Linked DNA regions of Xenopus laevis: region 1 is linked to region 2. A link is a contact called in public Hi-C data. All regions are on one chromosome and are shown on one strand. The core of a region is the stretch at or near the end of the contact, and the rest is flanking DNA. Distances in the headings are between cores, read along the strand shown. Region 1 overlaps arid1b.S (AT-rich interactive domain-containing protein 1B). Region 2 overlaps arid1b.S (AT-rich interactive domain-containing protein 1B).

Region 1 (4,858 bases), core at 2,153-4,652, 85 kb after region 2:
TTTGTGTCAGCTTTTCTGATAGCTTTGTGATTTTTGTTCAATGGAAAAATACGTGGGGCACCTGTTCCCCTGCACCCACATACATCTAACCATGTACACATGCAAGAATTACTGCAAAATCTGGGTTATGAATAACATGCAAAAGCCCCTTCCTTTGTTTTATCTATTACAATGTACTGGTGTTATTCTTCTTCATATATCCAGTCTCTTATGGAATAGACTTGTCACTGTTCTTATACAATGTTTTATTAATCATTTGCAGCAGGATTTGAATTATGTATTATGCCTGAATACCTAGTGGTAAAGGGGATGGCATTTAGTTAGCGCCAAAAAAGAAGATTTTATTTTTCCCTCAGTATGCAAATTTTTATCTAAATGGCATAAACACTGTTACATGTAAAAAAATGTAGTGTTTGTTATTTTGACTTTGACTGGTTGAGATCTTTTCCAAGCTAATAGTGTAAGCTTAAAATCTTTAGGTTGGCTTGTCCAGTTACTATGGAATTTTCTGAAGCCATATAAAGTGTAAAAAAAAGACCAAAAAACAAATAAAATTCAGTAAGCTTTTAAGTCTTGTAAGTGCTTTCATTGGATGCTTTCCACCTGTATCTGACTAGGGTGTACCGTATGCCTTATAGTACAGAATGCCGGGGACCCGGGGTTTTCCGAACAACGGATCTTTCAGCAATTTGAATCTTCATACCTTGTATCTTCATACCTTAAGTCTACTAGAAAAATATATAAACATTAAATAAACACAATAGGCCTCCAATAAGGATTCATTTTTATCTTAGTTGGGATCAAGTACAAGCTAATGATTTATTATTACATAGAAAAGGGAAATAATTTTTAAAGATTTGTATAAAATGGAATCTATGGGGGATTCCGTAATTCGGAGCTTTCTGGATAATGGGTTTCCGGCTAAAGGATCCCTTACCTGTACAATTGTTTCATACCTTGCTGTTTTTATCAGCCATTTATTATACAGACTTGAATTACAATTATTATGTAAGGCTGTGGTTGGCTAAAATATCTTCAACCGATTGGAAACTCATACAGGTATTGGATCCGTTATTCAGAAAGATTTGAATTATGGCAAGGCCATCTCCCATAGTGTCCATTTTAATCAAATGATTTAGATTTTTAAATATGATTTCCCTTTTCCTCTATGATAATTTCCCTTTTCCTCTAAGATAAGCTATAATTAATCATAACTGAATGCAAAGCAATCCTGTTGGGTTTAATTTTTGTTTAAATGATTTCTTACTAGATTAAAGGTATGGTGAGCTAAATTACAGAAAGATCCCTTATCCAGAAAACCACAGATTCTGAGCATTATTAATAGCAGGTCCCATACACGTACTACCCCAGCTCAGAACAAAGGAAAAACATAGCTACTAAAACTGTGTTAGGGACCAGCATGGTAACCCTGCGACTTTCAGCTCACTGCACTGCAGGACAGGAACCAATCAGCAGCTACGCAGACCTGATAGGGAACTGAAGCCTGTCTTTGCTTGCGTGACTGCAGGGCTGTGATTGGCTGTCCCCCTCCAACTGTGCTTCTGGCAGGAACCATTAGGACATGCCCACCCCTCATTTGAAACAGGAACAGGTACCAGTGAACATCTATAGGGAGCTCCAATAAAGGGGCTATTTTTGAAGATAATATACATTTTTAGCACCATGTAAAAGCAACACCATATATTACTTATAATTGCCTACAAAATAAGGGTTTTTTCATTTATTCTTTATGTCTCCTTTAAAATGATAATATACTTACCATAAATCTGTTATTATTCCTATTAATATTAGTAACAGGTTAAACGGTTTAATTGTAATCTTAATTGTATATGAGTGTATTATCATGTATATCATTGTAGTCACCAGACATTAGAATGTACATAAGAATGGCTTAGTAGATGTAAATAAGATAAAGAATTGTTTTCCTACCCATTGAACAGCAAATAATTGTAAATGTACATGGCACAATTGTGTATAGCTTGTAATTTGGCAGGCAGAGCCTCTTCTGAACCTGCAGCGATGCTACCGATATTAACAAATTAGCACCGTGCTGCTTGCCAGCTTATTCACATGAGTCCTGCACATGCTCTCATTGCTGTAATTAAAACTAATTATTTTTAAAAACAAAGAAATAAATGGATATGTTCTGTATTACTTTATAGGAGGCAATCTGTGTAGTAATGTTCAATTATTTTCCTATTTGGCTTCCTTGGATGCGTTTTTTTCCCCATGATCTGTAAAAAGCTCAAAAGCTTCTGCTCTGTAGGTATAACAATTATCTGTTCATATTGGATAGTCTATATATTTTTTATGCAATTATAATTTGCGAGGCACCAAATTTACTATTTTGTTATTCGGCCAAACCCCCTAATCCTTTGTGAAAGATGACAAGGCTGCAAGTACAGGGTTATTTTTATGCACCTAAAGGCTCTCAATTGAATCACACAAAATTGAAGAGTGTATGTCCATGTCCTTCCGAATTTGACCACTGAAACATTATCATCATTATTTTTTAATTATTTTTATTAGGTCATCTTGGTCTTGTAGAAATGATAAATACCGGAGAATCAAAGATGGTATCATCCCTCAAACTAGATGGTAAAGAACATTCTCCTGCTCCACCTGAAGCTAAGTCAAAGGTATTTCTAACTGCATGTGGTGTTATGGCCAAGCAGTGTCAGCCATATTGTCTTCCATTGTTTGATTCTAGCCAGCCTTCTTTTGTTTGTTTCCTGCATGCATTTTTCATTCATTTGTGTTGCGGGTCTATACATGTTTATACTTTATAAACCTAAACTTTACTAGCTTAAATGCATTTAACTTTAGATAATACAGTATAAATATTTGAGCTTGGGGATATCCAGTTTGGGGTTGGGAAAAGACCTTTGTGCCTGGTTTTCAATCTGCAGCCATTTTCCCCTTCTTGCCTTCAGTTCAAGCTTCTGTTGTTGGCCGTCTATACAGCACCTCCATCAAAGGCATACTTAGTATTTTGCTTTGCGTCTTATATGAGGCATAAGGCGAGTGGCTTTACTTGTTTTTGTTTCATTAGGGTGCAGTCCATGCTTAAGCATTTCATGTTTGCTTAAAATAAACATGGTGGCTTATTACCTTTTACCAAGCAAATGGCAGTCTTGCCAAAATGCACTAATATCTAACAATTAAATTAACAATTTTGATTTGATGCATTTTATATGCTTGTCTTTTTTCCTGTTTCTCCATACATGCAACTATACTGCACTGCCACTTGATTATATTACATTTCAGTAAAATTTGCCCTATTCTTGTCACATTTTGTTTTGTATTCTTCTACTGCAGGATAGCTACAGTTCACAGGGTAATTCTCAGCCCCCAACCCCAGGTCTCCTGACAGTCCCTTCCCCATTGTCCCCAAGCTCTGCTAGCATCTCCTCCTTTCATGGAGATGAAAGTGATAGCATTAGCAGCCCAGGCTGGTCAAAGACTCCATCAAGCCCTGTAAGTGGCCATGTTATGTTTATTCAATATTTACTTCAAATAGATTTTAATTATTGTTTGCATGTTGTCGGCTTTACAGTAGTTATCTGTTCTGTTATTGTTTTATGTTGTTTTTCTTTAATTTCAATTTACATTACTTGTTGCACTCTGACCTGTAGTTTAGATTAGACCTGCAGATTACTATGTTGCATATGTTTTATTGATCTACATAAACTGATATCTAGGTCACAATGAGCCCAATAGAAAACCTGATGTCAAGACACTACTATCAATCTTTAAAATTATTTATGTTGACCAGATAACAACTTTTGGTAGATTTCAAACAGTCCAGTTATAAATCCTTCCTCAAAGTGATACTGACACTAAAAATGTTCTTTTCAAAGTATTATTCTACATTAAAAGTTACATATAGGTTTAACCTGACTGCCCCAGTTAGAGTTTCTAATGCAAACTGACTACTGCTGCACAAATATGGCCGCCCCCTCATAGAGGAACATGGGGGTAAGAAAGGTAATGTAAAAGCATCAGGCAAATAGTTTTATGGCAAAATTATAAATAGCATTCAAAGATAATGTTATAATAGATATTAAAAAGGTTATTTTCTGGTGTCAGTATGTCTATAAACGTATATGCCCCTTTACTTCATCTCATCCAAAACAGGTTATGAAAGGCATATATTTTTGGAGTGCTTTTAACACAGTGATTGCCAACATTTAGGGGCAGATTTATTAAGGTTCGAATGGTAAATTGGAATTTGAATTTTCAAAAATTTCAAATCCAAATTTAAAAGCACCAACTCAAATGTAAATTTGAATGTGAGATTTATCACACATCGACCATGTAAACGGTTAGAATATTGGCGACCTAAAACTTGAATCGCGTTTCATTTGAATTAGATTCGAGTTTTCGGGGTCAGTAACATTAGTTTGAATTATAGACATTCAAGTTTTGAGTACATTCGAATTCACATAAATTTGAAATTGACCTTTGATAAATCTGCTCCTAAATATTTCAACTCCTCTGGCATTAAGCAGCAACCCAATTTACTTACTTTTTCGTCACTGCAGATACAGGACAGACAAGCAGGCACTCCTTTCAGAGCTGTTTTCCTCCTTGCTGCTAGGTTCTTGGCCTTTTCTCTTTCACAGGTGTAAACTGCAATGCGATTGGAGACATTTACACAGGGTCACAATAGAAGCCAGCTCATTAATTTAAAAGATAATTATGTTAGGACCATGTAACACAGAGAAGAATGGCACATAACAACTTGATTGACCCTGCTGCATGGATATAATGTGGAGATTATAAAACTATTTCAGTGGCATTAATAATTTCAGAGGAATGAATTAAAGGACAAAGA
Region 2 (5,297 bases), core at 1,299-3,798:
TTTAATAGTTTTTGAGTTATTTTTATGAATCTTTCCAGCTTTCAAATGGGGGTCACTGACCCCATCCAAAAGACAAATAGCCTGTAAGGCTACAACTGTATTGTTATTGCTACTTTTTATTACTCATCTTTCTATTCAGGCCCTCTGCAATTCATATTCCAGTTTCTTCTTCAAATCAATGCGTGGTTGCATCTGAATAAAAAGCTAAATTAACATTTGAGTTTTTGAAACCATTATTCGAATGCAATAGTTTTAGTGCAAAAGCAAATCAAAATATGGCAAAAATTCAAACCTTTCTTACCGCTTTTCATTGCACTTCTGCAGTGCCTCAGTACCACATGACAAGAAGCTAAATGAGGTGTTGTAGTAAAGAACTGTGACCAGATAGTAATAGGACAAACCTTGCATAAACCTAGCCACCCCCCAAAAAAAGGTTTGCTTATTGCCTGTACTGTAAGATACCATAAACCTGCCCCTTCCTTGTATTCCCCTGTTCTGAGCTCAATATGGCGCAAAAAGTTCAGTGGGTCCCTTAAGGTATCACCTGTCATTTTGTTTGTCAGTCTTTTCAAATACAAGTATTTATTATTTAGTTGTATCCAAATATGTTTTTAGGTGGATTTGAGTTAAAAAGTATGCTACCACCCATCACAATGTTAATGAATTCATAATTACTTAAAATATAATTTACATTTTTCATGTTCCTTGAGTCTTCATGATAAACTATTATCAAGAATGCTTGGGTCCTGGGGTTTTCTAGATAACTAATTTTTCTGTAATTTGGATCTTCATACCTTCGTATTTAAATCTAAACATTAAATAAACCCAATAGGCTGGTTCTGCTTCCAATAAGGATTATATTATATCTTAGTTTGGATCAAGTGCAAGGTACTGTTTTATTATTACAGAGAAAAAGGAAATCATTTTTAAACATCTGGATTATTTGGATAAAATGGAGTCTACGAGATGGCCCTTCCGTAATTTGGAGCTGTCGATGATTTCTTATTTCAGCATATGCTCAGGGAAATTTTATTCATCTTATTTTTTTTGCCAAGATTGACATATCTTGTTTTTTTAGACCCGATACAGCAAAGGTTTAACATTGTTGAATTTCGTACAGCTGGAGCATCCCTAGAAGGGCCCCATTTTCCTGTGTTCGCTCTCTGTGTGCCTGTAAATGTTTCTCTCTCCTCCCCCTTTCTCTTCTTTCCATGCTGGCCTGCATGTCAGCTTCAGAGTTAATCATTCACCAGCGTGACAACTTATCTATTTTTATTGGTTGCCAAGGACTGTTTAGGAGAGGAGGCTGCAATGGGAAAAAAAGCCATGTGAAAGACAGAGACTCTGGGTGAAAACAACCCCCTGCATACAGATATCATTGGTAATAACACAATCATAATAACAGTAATAGACTCTGACAAGCCATTTACTGATAATCTTTATTCTCTAAACACAATTGCCGCTATTCATTGTTATACCCCACTGTTTTTATGGCAAGCACAAAATGGTGGGCTAAGATGAATATTTATATCTCTGTATGTTTTTGGGTTGCTGCTTTCATCCCTAGGAAAGAAATGGAGGCGTGCAGAGGAGTCTAGTCCCTTTTATAATCATAGAAAGTAACAAGAAAGATTTTCTTCAAAATGATTTAAGTGCTTTGCGGAGTGTTCTTTCACCTTTTTTTCCTTCATTTTTTATTCTTTATTCCTCCCCCCAGCCTCATGTCACTTTTATTTTTTTCCTTCCCCCGCAAGTCAACTGTCAGGGGAACAAAAAATCTCTCAGCCTGACTGAGAGTTGGGGGTGGAGGGGGGAAAAAATCAGCCCAGTTTCCTCAGAAACCGCAGCTGCTGCCTGAGCAGAAAACACGTCAAGCCGGCCCTCCAACATGCACAGATGTGCCTTTGTAAAATTCATAAAAATGCTCAGAATGAGACAGTGCTGAGGGCATAAACCCTCTGCTCAGATGAAGAGGTCAATGCAAATGGCAGCCTGGAGCTCAGTTCCACCATGCTCTTCACCATATACAGTAGCTCTCCTGCATGATTCCCCCCATCTCCCATATTGTGTGCTGTGGAAAACTGCATCAGTTTTGACACTACCTTAAACCAACACAGACAATAACTTTCTATACATGTGTGTCTTCTTGCCACATCATGTAAATGTTTGAATGTCACTGAATATCATAGTCATTTCACACCGTCTTGCCTTTATTACTGTGCCACCAGCATTTTAGGTTATAGTGTTGTGCAGCTTCGTTTTTCTTCATTGGTTGCTCACAGATGCTGTGCACAAGAAAATTATATTATGGGATTTGTGTTTCTTTTTAGATGTTACTCCCTCTCTTCTCCATGCCCATAACTGCATGAGTTGTAACTTGCTTTATATAATTAAAAATGAGGAGATGAGAGCGAAGGGAAAGGGGTGGAAATCTGAAAGAGGATGAGAGAGAAGTAGAAGGAGGGGGGTGTTGTTAAGGAGGTGCAGCAGGGAGAGAGGAAGCTAAGAAGGCAGGAACATGTACTGCTGAAGCAGACAAAACTAGGTCTGGCAGCTCTGGCTGTGTGGGGGATGGTGGGAAGGAGGCTGCCTGTTACTGGTTGGTTTCTAGGCTCCAGAGTAGCTGTGGGAGCATGATGCCACTTCCACAGCACACACCTTGTCCCATTTGTTTCATACCTAACTGCACAGGACTTTTGTATTTTGCTTTTCATGTAGCTCCCTCGTGCATCTGACACATTGTTTTGGTATTTTATGTCTAGTTTTTTTTAAAATGAAAAACTACCATAAGGAAATCAAGACAGTAAGTAACACAGTTCTAATCTGCTGGGTTGTTGCGTTTGTTTTCCAAACTTGCAAGTATCCCATCTCGGGCAGAAACAGGCTCTTCATTAAAGGGCAACTCCACCAAATAATGGCAATAAAATATGGTTTTGCATGATGACAGATAAAATAATAATTATAGCATAAGCCAGCCCTCCTCTAGCCCAAGACTCCAGCTCCCACAATGACTTGAGTGGTTTGGTTGACAGATTTGTGAATATAGGTAGACAGATAATTCTTTCAATAACATTTTCAAACACTTTTGTAACCAATTACTTTTTTCAATGTATATTCCAAATTTGCTTAGAATTACATTTTCTTTTATAATGCAAAATGTATTTTATTTTTTAGGTAAATTTTACCTTTATAATGAACTCATGTCTAAACTTGAAAAAAAAAAAGTATTTGTTGTTGTAGTACGGTATACCAGAAGCACATAGATGAATTAGGTTAGCAAAAGAGTTAAGCTTTCCATGTTTTCCCTTTCTGCATGTGCCATTGTGATAGAACATTAGGTGGCAGTGTATTCCAAGCATGGTTTTGTTCCTACTGTACAGGCACTGCAGAGCTCTATGCACTAGGCAAAAGGAAGTATAAACCTGTGTGTTTATTCCTGGGACAAGTGTAAGCTAGGAGTATATAATGTAACAGGGGCTGGAAATTGTGTTGTTGTAATGGATCCAATTTATTTCTGTTTATAGTTGGATTTTAAAGTCTGACAGTATCACAATAGTGTGGTTATTTTATAATCTTTAACTTTTAAAAAGTAAAAAGTCGCTCTTTTGAAATAACAGCATGAATAGCATTCATTATATAAATTAAAAATATATAGGCACCCTTACAATAAACAATGACATGGTGGTGTGTTTATCACTCTCAGTTGTTTATAAGGCTTGTGGCACAAAAGCATTTTGACTGCCACTTGGCTCCAACGGAAAACAGTAATAGCGCAAACTGCCCCTGTTACCCTTGATAATGCTGTTTAATAAGAAACACAGTATGTGAAGTACATGTGTTACAACAGGGAACCACTGTAACCGAGGATAGCCACTCCATGGTGAGTGGATAAGGTGGAAGCCCAGGGGTGTAGCCATAGGTGATTGGAGGCAAAGACATAATGAAAGTAAATAGTAGATTTAATGTCAGCCAGAACACCGAAAACAAAAAGGCAGGAACAGGCAAAAAGGCTAATCAGGGTAGCCACAAGGTGAGGAAAAAATGGGGAACACATGAACAAAAGGTACTCACTCAGGAACAAGTACAAGGTATACAAAGACAAGGTTTCCAGGTAACAGGATTCAGGTAACAGGATTCAGGTAACAGGATTCAGGTAACAGGATTCAGGAGCAAGATTCAGGAGCAAGATTCAGGTGCAAGATTCAGAAACAAGATTCAGGAACAAGATTCAGGTAACAGGTCAGGAACAAACAAATTACATTCAATGACTCAGCCCTGAGCAAAGCTCAAAGGCGGGGTTTATAAAGGGAAGGTGATAAGGAATGGGAGACACATGAGGGTAAATGAGGTGGGTGGAAAACATACTGTGAACAGGCAGATCAGCCCCAAGAGCCCCCAGTGGCTGATGAGGCAAATGCAGCCAGTGTCCACTGTCCAGAACCTCAAAATCAAGGGTTTGAGTCCCAGGCTGATCCTGACAACATGGAGTGGTAACAGTTGGACTTCTTCTCAACTTAATGTCACTTCTATATGTGCTTTTATACACATAGATGCAGATTCACTAAAGGGTGAAGTAGCCGACGCTAGTGACAATTTAACAGAAATCCCATCCTCAGGGACATCTCCAAATCTCGCTAACAGGCGTAGAGGACAATTCGCTAGCAAATGAGACCGTCGCTAGGATTCGTTTGCACCCAATCGCCAGGCAACTTTTTGCTCTGGCAAACGGTCGTTACTCCACAAATTCACTACAATGCAAATTTTACCAAAGTTTACTTCGCCACCTCAAACCAGGTAAACTGCTAAAATGTCAGTGCCTTCACAAGTCCAAACTATTTTTAGATTTATGTGTAGTCAATTTTTTAAAACTAATTTGGGGGGCATGCCATATGGGCTCATATGTAGGGCATTAGAGCATCTCTTCTGTCTTTATTATGGCTCATTGGACAGGTGTTTGAAAAAGTGGCCACTTCAAGCATTTGCACCAACATTACTAATAAAGACAACCATACCACTTTTAGGTACCCATCCTATTCAAAATAACCTAAGCATAAGAGTGCTAGCAAAGTTTTGCTAGGCAGAAATGAACGCTAGCGCAAATTCACTATTAAATGCTTGCCCAGCGAAAGTAACGCTAGCAAAAATGTGCCCGTGTTCGGCTGCTGAGACGCAACTTCACTATTTAGTGATTTAGAATAGTGGTAACGAATTTGAGCCTGGCGAAGTGTTGTGGAGTGTAGCGAAGCAGTTGCTGGTGACTGGAGCATTTTGAACACTGTATGCCATAGGGCTAACAA

The links. Hi-C and Micro-C count contacts between places; a contact is called where the count stands out from the background.
Region 1: a Hi-C map of the XTC cell line shows a contact between it and region 2, with 2.3 times the contacts expected there. The contact joins two enhancer-like sites. A contact is called at or near these places in 2 of 4 Hi-C or Micro-C datasets (the XTC cell line and animal cap).

The regions. Positions count from the first base shown.
Region 1 is chr5S:43,600,644-43,605,501 of Xenopus_laevis_v10.1, forward strand. It overlaps arid1b.S (AT-rich interactive domain-containing protein 1B), which reads left to right. Exons shown (of 22, transcript XM_041564452.1): 11 at 2,551-2,660; 12 at 3,340-3,498. Among protein-coding and RNA genes, the nearest start is that of tmem242.S, 80 kb to the right of the region's middle. Within about 2 kb of position 3,403, at least 1 of the 7 cell types and tissues checked has an H3K27ac peak or open chromatin away from gene starts, as enhancers often do.
Region 2 is chr5S:43,516,868-43,522,164 of Xenopus_laevis_v10.1, forward strand. The region is part of intron 4 of arid1b.S (AT-rich interactive domain-containing protein 1B); the gene reads left to right. Among protein-coding and RNA genes, the nearest start is that of arid1b.S, 120 kb to the left of the region's middle. Within about 2 kb of position 2,549, at least 2 of the 7 cell types and tissues checked have an H3K27ac peak or open chromatin away from gene starts, as enhancers often do.